Regions from separate parts of the Mus musculus genome. Here region 1 is linked to region 2. A link is a contact called in public HiChIP or PLAC-seq data. All regions are on one chromosome and are shown on one strand. Each heading gives the region's core, a stretch centred on a gene start, on an enhancer-like site or on the middle of the called end of the contact. The rest is flanking DNA. Distances are from core to core; before and after follow the strand shown. Region 1 holds the start of Krt7 (keratin 7). Region 2 has its middle 9.8 kb from the start of Gm52200.

Region 1 (6,154 bases), core at 2,143-4,642, 85 kb before region 2:
TCACTGTACTACAAAGGGACAATCCCTAGCTTAACTCCCCACAGCTAACACAAGCCTGACCACTAGGTAGGCCCACCCCTGAGTTGCGAAGAGGAAGCTCAAAGGGGAGAAGCTTGATGAGTCAGGACAAAGCACATGAAGTCCTGAAAAGCCAGGCCACACTGGATGGTAGAGCCTACATCTTTCCCCCAAATCCCTCCTCCTCCTCTGAAGGAGCTGGCACCTGGCTTTGGGAGGATTTCTGCAAGCAGGGCAAACGGGAAGAGTATGCATTTGCCTGTTCCAGTGTGTTTGTAGGGAAGAATCAAAAGAAAATGTAAGGACAGGTGGGAAGGTGGGGATGAAGGACTGAGAGCTCAGGCGCTCGCAGGAATTGCCTGCTGAGACTGGCAGGAGGCAGCCTGGATGAACGGCTTTGGTAGAAAGCAGGGCGCCAGCCAGGAGCCAGGCTGGGGACATTCACACATCCAGAGTGGTACTTCAGTCTCACAGAAGCTACATCTGCAAGGCTCTCTGAAGCTCCACCTTGGGGCTGGGTTGCTGGGCTCCAAATAGGCTTGAGCTCTCAGGGCAGCCATTCCCCTTCCCTGTGCCTGCTGCCTGTCCCTCATTCGTCCTACCTGAAGCTCACAGAAGCCGGCTGCTCTGAGGTGAGGGGGGCTGGGTGTGGGCTGACTGCCTGACAATAGGGGCTGGCTGGCTACCCAGAATCCTCTTGCCCTGCACCTGTCTGGTTCCACCTTCTATGAGATTGTCTGTTGACTTTTGCCCAAGGGAAGCAGCTGGTGGGAGACACTCCCCAGAGGTCCTGTTTGTTCTCCTCCGGTCAGAGCTGGTATGCCTGGTCCCTCTTAGTCACACAACAACACACAGAGCACACTAGCTGTCCCCGGTGCTCAGGGGCAGGGGAGGAGGGGAACAGGGGAGGGGCCCCGCTCAAGTCTTAGGCTTTGCTTTCTGTTCAGTGAGAAAAAAAGAGTTTTCGGGGACATTCAAAGGTACCCACAAATCCCAGGCTTCCTGTCTCTGGTGGCTCCGTCCCTAGTTTGCCCTGAGCCCTGCTGTGTCATGCAAAACCATTAACTCCATCTGTTTCTTTCCTTCTCATATCAGCTCTTTGGCCCCTCCTGGGAATTAAGGACCCAACTTCAAGAACAAGTTTCCTGTGACCTGCAATGTGATTTTGACTAAGTCCCATAGACAGTCTGGTTTCCAATTCTTCATCTGCATGAGGTGGGAAAGGCTGTCCTAGAATAATCTGTGAGGGCTATACGTTCTGAAGCATTCCAGTCATAGGACACCTTCTACTCATGGTGCCTAGGGACTTAGGCACCAAAAAAGGAACTAGCACTGTCAGGGTAGACAGGGTAATTTCTGACTAAGCTGAGGGAAAAAATGACCAGAATGTCCCAGCAACAGCCCCTGGGGGCAAGAAGGAGAGGTGAGGCAGGGACTGTGTCAACAAAGGCCATAGCTCCAGCCATTCCAGTGCTGAGCAGCTGTGCACTCTGACCCCTGACCAGGTCTGAACCAGGGACACTTGTGGAGGGTCTGTGTGTGAGAGGCATACTGTCCCCAGGGCTGGGATCCTCCAAAAGGCACCAGGGACATTACTTATTCTTGAAATCTTCCACCACATCCTGCATGTTCCGCAGTTCCACCTCCAGGCGGCCCCCATCCAGCTGCAGTGTCTCGAGCTGCTGCCTCAGCCCAGCAATCTGAGCCTCAAAGATTCGGGGAAGCTGGCTGCTCTTGGCTGACTTCTGTTCCTGCAGCAGCGCCCACTTGGTCTCCAGCATCTTGTTCTGCTGTTCCAGGAAGCGTACCTGGAGGGGTGTGGAAGAGGAGGAACCTGAGGGGCCAGACTCTACTACCACAGATGTTGAAAAGTCTGGAACCACTGTGCAGCAGAGCCCATGTGCCCACTAGTTGTGCTTACCCCTCATCCCTAGGACCCTATTTCAAGTGTAAGCCATGGAGTTGATGTGCTTGGCTTAGTGGAGTACACTGTTCCTAGCCAATTCTGCTTCAATGGTATTTTCTACCTCTGCCCCTTAAATAGCCCCTTTCTTCTCTGAAGCTGGGGGTGAGAGGGTATTAGGGGACTGACTGGACTGGCCCCTCCTTCCACGCTGGAATTTTTCTTTCTTCCTCAGTATCTTCTCTCCTTCCTCTTATCTCAGCCTGAAGGTGGGAGGCAAGAAAAGCCCTTGAAACCAGCAGCCTGAGGAATCATGAGCTGGATTAGGATGGCACAGCTCAGCATAGAGCAGGAAGTGGGGCTAGAGCAGTCTGGGAAGTTTCTTTTAAGGATTTCTGGGACAGAACGGTACAGGCAGGAGGACTGGAAGGGAGACGGTGAAGCAAGGGATTGGTCCTAGCCAGAGGGACAGGCAGGACTGCAGGCCTCAGCTTCCTAGATGCCCATGAATGACTGGGATGGACAGCCAGGGAGATACCTTCCAAAGGGCCCCTCTCCCAAGTCCCAGTCTCCCACAGAGCCATCTGCAAAGGCAGAGGTAACCTTACCTCCTACCAACAAAAAAGGTAGAGGAACGGGCAGGTAAGTAGGGCAGAAGCCTCCCTCCGCCAGGCCTTTATTCTCAGCATCTACCTCAGATACAAAGTTCTCCCATGGAGAAAGGAGGAGTCATCCCACCCCATTCCTGACTCCTCACAACCTCCTCCCAGGGAAAGGGACCCAGACACCAAAGAACTAACTGCTGGCCTTGGCCTCCAGAGCTCCTAGCCTCACACCTGTTACAAAGTGGCTCCAAATCCCCCGAGACCAGTCAACTATGGAAGCTGGAGAGAACTTGGGGGCAATCCTTGAGTCCTTGAGGAAAGGGAGGGGCCCAAGGCCATTTGTTGGCAGAGCGGAGTTTGGAGACTAAAGGAGGGTGTAAGGAGAAGTACTATACAGAGCCCACCGAAGACACAAGAGGAAAGAGACCTACACCAGCCTCCCAGGGCAAGGCGTGGCCGGAAAGAACCGTGCGACTGAGGCTGTCTCACCTTGTCGATGAAGGAGGCGAATTTGTTGTTGAGGGTCTTGATCTGCTCGCGCTCCTCCTGGCGCACCTGCTGGATGGTGGGATCGATGTCCACACTCAGCGGCGCCAGCAAGCTCTGATTGATGGTGATCTCGCGGATGCCAGCGCCCACCGGGCCCCCATAAGCGGAGCGCACGGCCACACGAGGCCTTGATGAGCCCAGGCCATAGAGGCTCCTGCTGCCGAAGCTGGCGCGGCCCGAGCTCAGGCGCACCTGAGCCCCGCGGCCCGGGTAAGCAGTGGAGCGAGAGCTGAAGTGGATGGACATAGCGGCTGGACACAGCTGGCTGGACGAGGCGAGGAGCAGCGCGAACTCCCTGACCTCAGGCAGTCTGCGACCTTTTATTCCTCCATGCGGGGCGGAGGCTGAGCGCACACAGGTGGGGACAGGGCGGGGCTGGCCGCTGGCCACCTTTCTCTGCAGCCAGGGCCTTCCTGTCCGCCTGCCTTCTGCCCTCGCACCGCCCCCAGCCGCCGCCCAAGGCTCTTCGTCCACTCGGGAAGTGTCTGCAGGAGGCCGAGACGCCGTCGTGAGACACCCACACCTCAGGCAAGTTGTCCAAGATACCCACAGCCCAGAAATCTCTGGACCGCAAAGAGACCACCTTACAATTGGCAGGAGAAGGCTTCCTAGAGCAGGTATGAGGAGTGAATACCTAGATTCCTGAGGCCAGTAGGAAAGCCAAGTGCTACAAAAGGAAGTGCCTGACAAACTTTAGCTCCTGCTGAAAGTTGAAACCCCTCACCCACTGGCTGGGGAAGCCCTAGGCTTCCTAGGACTCTCCTTCCTGGCCCAGCTGCTACTGGAGAGCTCAGCTCAGTTCTTGAGTAACCTGGCCCTGTGACGATCCTTACTGGGAAGAGCTGTTTCAGTAACTGCGCCCTCCCCACCATCCAAGTTCAGAGGGCTTGCCTCACCCCCTCCTCAAACTACTGTATGGGTTCCTGGGATGGCTGTGCGTACCCTTCTGTGCCCTCATACCCCTAACACACTAGTGTGAGTGTATATGAGTGCAGTCTGTGCATGGGGGGTCTGGATTCACAACTGAACACATTTGTATGCACATGTGTGTGTCCTGTCTCCCGTTCACATCCAGACGTTCCTCCCTGCTCTGCCTCATTTTTCCTGCTTACAAACCCACTAGGCTATGCCTGACAAGGGAATCAACTAAAACTGGCCTCTGTGGTAACCCGTGGTGGTGTGCTCAGTGCTCCTCGGAGTGCTCCTGGACTTCCAGTTTTCCCAGACTCACTTGGACAGCCTTTAGCCCACCTCTGGCTCCATGCAGTGAGACTGGTCCTTTAGGGGCGTCCTAGGTGGGGAGGATGGGAATGTCATATTCTTCCTGCTTTGCCTTTTCAGGTAGACAACCCTAAGCTCTCAAGGAGACTCCCTACCCCTCAAGGTGCTTCCTCAGTCCTTTGTCCCCCTCTGCACCCCACTTTCCATCCTGCTACAGCCCCTGCCACCCATCCCCCACTTTGGAGGTTGTTTCTCACCCACACCAAGAGCTCCTTCTCTTTCTCAAGCTGAGCCCCAGCAGGGCACAGCTAGTGCGCTGACCTGGACGGGTCCTGGCCCCCTCAGCCACAGCTCCTTCAGGATGAGGGTCTAACAAGAGCTGGGAAGCACACAGACAAAAGTACCTGGGCACTTCAGTCCAGGCCTCGGCCCCCTATAACCACCACACACAGGCTTGAGAAATACTTCCTCATTCCTGAGCCTACCCCACATCTGCCCTGGGCCTCTTACCCCTCCCTGGAACATTCTTTAAAACTCCAGTGCTAGCTAGATTCCTCCTGCTCCCACATTCCCAGACCAACCTGAGAGGCCACTCAGTGCCAGGTGGAGGCAACACACACACACACACACACACACACACACACACACACAAATGTCCTTTGAAGTGTTTCACAGAGGGCTGCCAGCCCCTGACACCACACCTCCCATCAAATTCCTGCCCCAAAAGAGTTCACAGCCTAGTGGTTCATCTGAACCCAGTCTCTCTCTGTCTCTCTCTGTCTCTCTCTCTCTTTCTCTCTCTCTTACCCATTCCTTCCCCTCCCCTCTCACCACATGCAGACCTTAGAGAGACTACCTCCTATATTTTGCCTTAGCCCCACAAACTCCTCCATTGTCTTCTGCCTAACTCAGTGAGGCTACACACACTCACATACACACATTCACACACACACATTCACACACATATTCAAACACACACCACACATTCACACATACCATACACACTCACTCACACTCACACTCACACTCACACTAAGCGATGCCAAGTGTAAACTTTGCTTGTCCCCTGACTCTCTTGGCTACTATGCTAAGCATCCTCTGGAACCCAACCACCAACAGCAGTGAGCACAGATTATTAGCACTACCTGTATCCACCAATCCTGACCTGGATGCCTGGCCCCTGCAATCCTGGCCCAGTGGACATTGTGGCTCCATTCACAGAGCAGGAGAAACATAATAACTTGTATTCAAGACCAGAAAAAAAAAAAACACACATTCTAATTCTTAGACCGGGGGGGGGGGGAGTTTTTTTTTTCATGATCTTGAACTGTGACTGCTGATCAGACTAAAAGCCATTTAGCAGTCTGCGTGAGCCACTGGGGGAGGTAGCCAATGGCAGAGTGCGTGACCAGCATGTATGTGGACCAATGCTCAATCTCTAATAGTGGCACACACAAAAACTTCAGGGCATACAAGCATAACACAAAGGAGCTGAGGGACACAGGCTGAGAAGGATGTGATGGACAGCAGGCTACTTTCCTGACTGTACACCACCATCCTGAAGAACATAACAGGCATGGAGAATGTGGGCTGTGGTTTACATGGTATCTTCTGCGCATGTGCCGGCTTAACGTACTGAACCATTTTGTCCGTATGATATAACCTATGACACAGAGGTGTATTGTACCTCTCCACCTTTTGTGACAGGCTGTCACCGTGTAGCCAAAGCTGGCCTCAGATTGTTGATGACCCCGTCCCAGCTTCCTAAGTGCTAGAATTATAGACATGTCTCACCAAACCCAGTATGGTCCTCATATGAAGAGAATACATTGAAGTACAAATAATTTAAGTCACTTGC
Region 2 (6,394 bases), core at 2,984-5,483:
GTCTCAGGCCTCACTGGCCATGTGAGTGGACAGCAACAGCCTCCCAGAGCCCCCTCTATGACATGGAAATGTGGGAACCGCCCCCCCCACGTTATGAAACACCCATAATTGACACCAAAGCAATCAGCACTCAGTAACCCAGGGGTGCCCTTTGCAGAGTGCCTAGGAAGACCTGTGTGCCCCTCAGGGTCTCAGCTGCACCCGCAGATGCCAAACCCCAGCCAATTCCTCTCACCCCTGCCATGAGCCCACCTGGTTCTCAGATAGGGAACATGGGGAGGATGAACCCAGCTGATGTTGCTCCAGGGGCAGGGGCCATTAGTCACTAAGGGACACCTTGGGAACACTCACAACACTACCAACAACATCACACCACCAGTCAGGCCCCTCTGCAGTCAGGATACAATGCCCTAATCCAGGTGTGTCGCCACGAGCATCTACTGTGCTGCTAGGTTGCTTGACCACACCCTAATGACTCAGAGCTGGGGCATGAACCTGCCAGGCCAGTGGGAGAAAAAAAGCCACCAGCTAAGGGCTTCGGCATCCAGCCTGAATCACTCAGAGACACACCTGTCCCCACCCCTCTCTAATGGTCCCACTGGCGGAGGGTGGGGGGAATCACAGGCCTCCCCACCCCCAACCACCACCACCACCACTACCACCCCACCTAAGTCCCTGCAGCAGAGGCAAAAGGGAGACAACCCCCCACTAACCAGGTCTGGATGAGGAACTGGGAGCTGAGCCAGGGAAGACTGGACAGTTTGGGCTCAGGCCAAGATTGCAGCCCACCAGGACACCCAGCCTGGGCACTAGAGTCCAGTTCCTGGCTTCCCCAGGGCCTGAACCTGGCAGGTAATAGAGGCAGAAGAGAAATTCCCCCATGAAGGAATGATCCAGCTCCAGGCCAGGCTGCATAGCCATAGCCCTGACCCCTGACCCCTTGGGCCCCTGACCCTAGCCGCTCAGCCAGGCTCTCAAAATGTGAGAACCATGACAAGATGGGACAGCCATCTTCAGGTAACCCTTCTGGTTAAGGTGAGGCGAGGTGCAGGCCCAGCTTCACCACCCCAGGAGGGAAGGGAAGGACAGGCCTCACTCTGCTGAGCCTGAACCCACCACCAGTCAGGGCTCAAAGGGGCCAGAACACCCAGACGCAGTCCAGAGTGAGAGAAGAGGTGGAGGCAAGACAGATAGAAAGGAGGACAGAGCCCCAGGCCCCAGGCCCATCATGGGCCTTGGTCCACATGACACTAGATCTTGTGCTTAGGACTCTTTGCAAGGTACCTCCTTCTGCACCCCTCCCTGAACCCCAGGGTGGAAAAGACCCAGCCAAAGTGAGACAAAAGGCCCAAAGGAGACTGAAGATGTATTTGATGCCAGCCCAACCCTGCCTACTGTCCCTCGTCCAGAGACCTCTGTCACCCAACATAGTGCTAGTCCCAACCCCAAGTCTGAACTGCAGAGGCTCAGACCAGCAAGCTAGTCCTGTGCCTCTCTCTCTCTAGATAGCAGCTGGCAGGGGTTTTAGGATGGAGAGGGGGTTTCTGTAGCAGGAAGAGCTGGACTCTAGTGCCCAGGCTGGGTGTCCTGGTGGGCTGCAATCTTGGCCTGAGCCCAAACTGTCCAGTCTTCCCTGGCTCAGCTCCCAGTTCCTCATCCAGACCTGGTCAGTGAGGGGTTGTCTCCTTTTGCCTCTGCTGCAGGGACTTAGGTGGGATGGTAGTAGTGCTGGTCGGGGGTGGGGAGGCCTGTGATCCCCTCAAGTTGGACCATTAGAGAGGGGTGGGGATAGGTGTGTCTCTCCAAACGTTAATATGTCCCTCTCTTCATGTTTCAGATATAAACCCATCCCATCCCATCCCAAACCCTGTCTCTCAGACTGACACACTCACACCACAAATTCCAGTGTTACCCAACCCTGACCCTACTCCACAGCCCCTCCACCATGGTTCCTGTCCATACTCCGGAAGCACACTGCCTTCACCACTGACACAGCCCTGCTCCAAGCTCCAAGCTGCTTCTGACCTCACTGCCCACCTGGGCCCAACCCACAGCCACCATCTGGAGCCCTCTTCAGAAAGCAGTGCCTGGGGTAGACCAGAGCAGTGGGATAGATGCCCGCATGCCCGGCCTGTGACTCACCACAGGGGAGCAAGGGCTTGAAACAAGACAATCTTTCCCTGAGGTCCCCCAGCAGTTCCATTCCAGGACTCCCAAGAGTCATATAGATTCCAGACCTACTGTCCCGCTGTGGCCTGCCCTATTTCCACAGTCAAGTGTACTGTGCTACACAGCTAGAAGCCCTCTGCCTCACAGCTGGAAGCCCTCTGCAACAATACCCTCCCACACCTCAACCCTCAGCAACCCAGGCTCCTGGAATAAAGGCCAAAAGTTCTTCCCAGCCCCCAGATCTTCCTGCTATGGAAACCCCCTCTCCATCCTAAAACCCCTGCCAGCTGCTATCTAGAGAGAAGCACAGGGCTAGCTTGCTGGTCTGAGTCTCTACAACCTCAACCACTTCCAAGGCAGCTGCCATAGCCAGCTGAGGGGATTCTGAGCCCCAGCTGAGGCCACATTCCACAATCCCTGACACCACTCCCTTCAGCTTCCTCTCACCCTCAGCCCTGAGGAGGCAGGGCCATCCCTGGTGACTCTTTTCTGGGCCTGTCACCATCATATGAGGAGCCCTGGCTTAGAGAGTGGTGAGCCAAGGACACACACACACACACACACACACACACACACACACATACACACACGAGGCCCTGTCATGTCACGTCACTCAGTGGGGTTGAGGCTGAAGCTCTTTTACCCAATCCCAGGTCTCCATATAACCAGGGCTCACACCAGAATCCTAGCCAGGAGTCACAGCCACTTGTGGGCAGTGGGAACCAGGGGAGACAGGAGATTGGGGACAGGTAAGGCCAGGTCCCAGGCCAGGGTGTCCCAAGTAGAGATGCAGATTCTCATAGATTCTCCAGTTCAGTTCAGTTCAGTTCAGTTCAGTTCAGTTCAGTTCAGTGAAGAGGTTCTTCCTCCTAGGAAACCCGCCCTGCTCTCCAGCAGCCATCATGGCCCAGGTCCCTGCCCTTCTTGCCCCCACCGTCCAACCTCAACTCACCCCATGTTCATCAGAGGGATGATTCTCCCTGTCACAATGTGGGTCTTTCAAAAGCCTGGGTTAATAGCACAACCCTCCAAACACTTCCGCCTTCAGCCTGCAGTCCTCATCACGGAGTGACCCTCAACCCACCACAGCAACCAAGAATCCACTGTCTGCCAGCCACACCCAGCCCAACCCAGCAGGACCCCATGATGTACAAAATGGTGCCCAGGCACAGTGAAAGCCATCTTTCCTTCCAGGCCAGCCCCATACTCCTCCAGCCCATGTTAGGCCTCCCTATAGCCCTAAGGCAGGCTCCAGGTTCCAGCTCCAAAGGCCCTCTTCCCTCTCACCCAGACTCCCAGCAACAGCTTTGGTATTCTTCACACCTGGGCACTCTTTACACCTGCACACACTTCACACCTGCACACATACTTCACACCTGGGCATTCTTCACACCTGGGCACTCTTTATACCTGGGCACTCTTTACACCTGCACACTCTTCACACCTGGATACACACTTCATACCTGCGCACTCTTCACACTTGGGCACTCTTCACACCTGCAGCACTTCACACCTGTGCACTCTTCACACCTGCACATACTTCATACCTGGGCATTCTTCACCCCTGGGTACACACTTCACACCTGCACACTATTTTCACACCTGCACCTCTGAGCAATAGGTTCTCCAGCCCAGCTCTCTCCACCTGACATCCCCTGCCACCCTGACTCCGAACTAGATCCCCACCCCACACCCCTGCATGTCCAGCACATCCCATGATGGTCCTGTGGCAGGAGTATGTATGGTTGCTTGAATCTCACTTATAAGAAGAGTGACATAAGACTCCAAAGCTGTCCTTGAGTGAAAATGTGGAAGGGAGTGGGGGTGGACAGGGCCAGACTCAGTCTTTTACCTGAGTCCTTACAACACAACTGTGGGGACCCTAGGCCTGAGAGAGTCAGAGGAACCAGGACATTTACAACTGACACCATCACTGACTGCCCTTCTCCTCATGTACACACACACACACACACACACACACACACACACACACACACCTTTTAAACCATGTGTGTATAACCCAGCTCTCCCAGGCCTGCAGCTTCCTCACACCACACCCAGACCTGCTGGGCAGGCTCAACAGCCTCTCTTGTCCACCTCCCGCAGAAAAGCTGCCGCAGCCCTGCCCCCACTGGGAAACAGCAAGTTCCACGGAGCAGGAGCGCCCTCCAGTGGACAACATAGGACTAGACCTCCTTAGGCTCTTGGGACCGAACCAGAGCTGGTGAAGAAAGCCACCAGGCAGTTGGCAAGGGTGAGTGAACTAGGAAACAGAGGCAAGCGGTGCTGCAGCTTGAGTCTTCCTTCAACTCAGTGATGGTTGGACTGGAGCTCGAAAAGTAGGCAGAGTAGTGCCCTGAAGCTGATGAGTGAGATTGTGACGTGGGCCTGGGCTGAAAGGTGAGGGAACCAACGGAAGGGTTCCCTTCCTGTCAATGAGTTTGTACAGGAGGACCCACCCGTGGAGTCCCTGTAGCAGGCAGAAGTAGGGCTTAACCAAACCTCTCTATATAGCCCCATTACTCCACCCTCCTCTCTAAACAGCTTTCTGGGGGAGCTGCCGGTAGCCCTATGAGCCACTCGAGAGGGGCACCAGTGTGCATACACAAGAGAAACCGACGAACTTGCCAAACAGGCCAAAGCAGTCCTCCAGGTGAGGTCGTCAGGAACCCACAGAATCTTCTCCCACCTATGAAACATACATGGCTTAGATCAAAAACCCTAAAGTAAGTTGAGCAATGGCCCCAGAAAAATCTACCTGGGAGGATGACTTCATCTGGAGTATGCAAGTGAGATCCCCTCTAGTTCCCAAGTGAACCCTAAATCTAATGACAGGTATCCTTGTGAGAAACTGACAAGAAGAATACACCGGCACGTGGTGAGCTCAGAGCAAATCTACGAGGACTGCGGAATCCTCCAAGCTGCTAAAAGCCAGCAGAAGGAGGCAGAAGAAGGGTCTGCCCTGGAGCCTTCACCAGGGCCACAGCCCTGCAGACCCCTTGATATAAACATGGACTTACAGACCTGTGAGGTAATCGATTTCTGGTGTTTTAAGCCACCAAGTTGGTGAATCCTTAGGACAGAAAATTAAGACACTCGTGAAAATTAAGTATCTCTGCAAGAAGGGGCCGTGACTATGGACTTAGAGCCCCTAAGGGGAAGGGGCGTGACTATGGGTTTAGACCGCCCCCCAAGGGGAAGGGGCGTGGCTATGGGATAGCCCTCCTAGGAGGAAGGGCATGACTATTGATTTAGCCCTCCCAGGGGGAAGGGGCGTGACTATGGGTTTAGACTGCCCCCCAAGGAGAAGGGGCGTAACTCTGGGCTTAGACTCACCCCCAGGGAAGGGGCGTGGCTATGGGATAGCCCTCCCAGGAGGAAGGGCATGACTATGGCTTTAACCTCCCAGGGGGAAAGGGCGGTGACTATTGACTTAGCCCTCCCAGGGGGAAGGGGCATGGCTATGGGCTTAGCCCTCCCAAGAGAACCATGAGGGCATCTCCATGAGGTTCAGGTCTAGGATTTAGCTCAGCAAAGTGGGGTAAGGGAAGATCAGGAATTCATGGTCATCCTGGCCCTCAGCCAGCTCCCGGCCCACTTACCTACAGGAAACCGTCTCAAAGGCCCCACCGCACCACGCCTTCAAAAGTTGAACACTTCCACACTTGCTCACCTGGCAAGCACCTATTGACAATATCATGTAATTGGGCACCTTCATTCTGCAGATGTCCTGAGATTTAACAGTCCTGGGGACTGTTCTAGTAACATTCCTATTGCTGGGGCTAAGACACCATGACCAGGTCAGCTTATCAAGTGTTCATTTGGGCTCACAGTCCCTGAGGGTTAGAGCACATGGCCCTTGTGGTAGGGAACATGGCAGCAGGCAAGCAGAAATGTATTTGCATAGCCGCTGAGAGCTTACATCTTGATCCACAAGCATGAATCAGATGCGATGATAGATAGATGATAGATAGATAGATAGATAGATAGATCACAGCATGAACCATCTTTGATGACTTTTGAATGCTTTTGAAACTTCCAAGCTCACCTTGGCCCCTGAACACACCTCCTAATCCTTCCCAAATAGTTGCACCAACTGTGGACCAAGTAGCCAAATCTATGAGCCTGTGGAGGCCATTCTCATTTAAACCACCACAGGGACGGTTACAAACAATGCGCGTGCCCACTTTGCGCCCCCCCCCCCGCCCCCGTGAAAACCCTCCTG

The links. HiChIP or PLAC-seq counts read pairs in DNA pulled down with a chosen protein or histone mark.
Region 1: a contact with region 2 is called in an H3K27ac HiChIP or PLAC-seq map of trophoblast stem cells, with 3 times the contacts expected there. The contact joins the promoter of Krt7 here to the enhancer-like site in region 2. A contact is called at or near these places in 7 of 39 promoter capture datasets (the 3T3-L1 cell line, the C10 cell line, cranial neural crest and 3 more), 14 of 484 Hi-C or Micro-C datasets (Sertoli cells, bone marrow-derived macrophages, embryonic stem cells and 8 more), 6 of 115 datasets of contacts at active chromatin or transcription factors (the HPC-7 cell line, acute myeloid leukemia, embryonic stem cells and 2 more) and 2 of 9 other capture datasets (adipose tissue and embryonic stem cells).

The regions. Positions count from the first base shown.
Region 1 is chr15:101,409,641-101,415,794 of GRCm38.p6, reverse strand. Krt7 (keratin 7) reads right to left here and starts at 3,392. Exons shown (of 9, transcript NM_033073.3): 1 at 3,016-3,392; 2 at 1,615-1,826. The coding sequence starts at 3,321. Gm671 (a long non-coding RNA gene) reads left to right here and starts at 3,603. Exons shown (of 4, transcript XR_384459.2): 1 at 3,603-3,692.
Region 2 is chr15:101,325,375-101,331,768 of GRCm38.p6, reverse strand. No RefSeq gene overlaps it. Among named protein-coding and RNA genes, the nearest start is that of Gm52200, 9.8 kb to the right of the region's middle. Within about 2 kb of position 4,233, at least 62 of the 459 cell types and tissues checked have an H3K27ac peak or open chromatin away from gene starts, as enhancers often do. A contact at or near this core is called in bone marrow-derived macrophages, palatal mesenchyme, pancreatic cancer cells and 2 more, where this site is marked.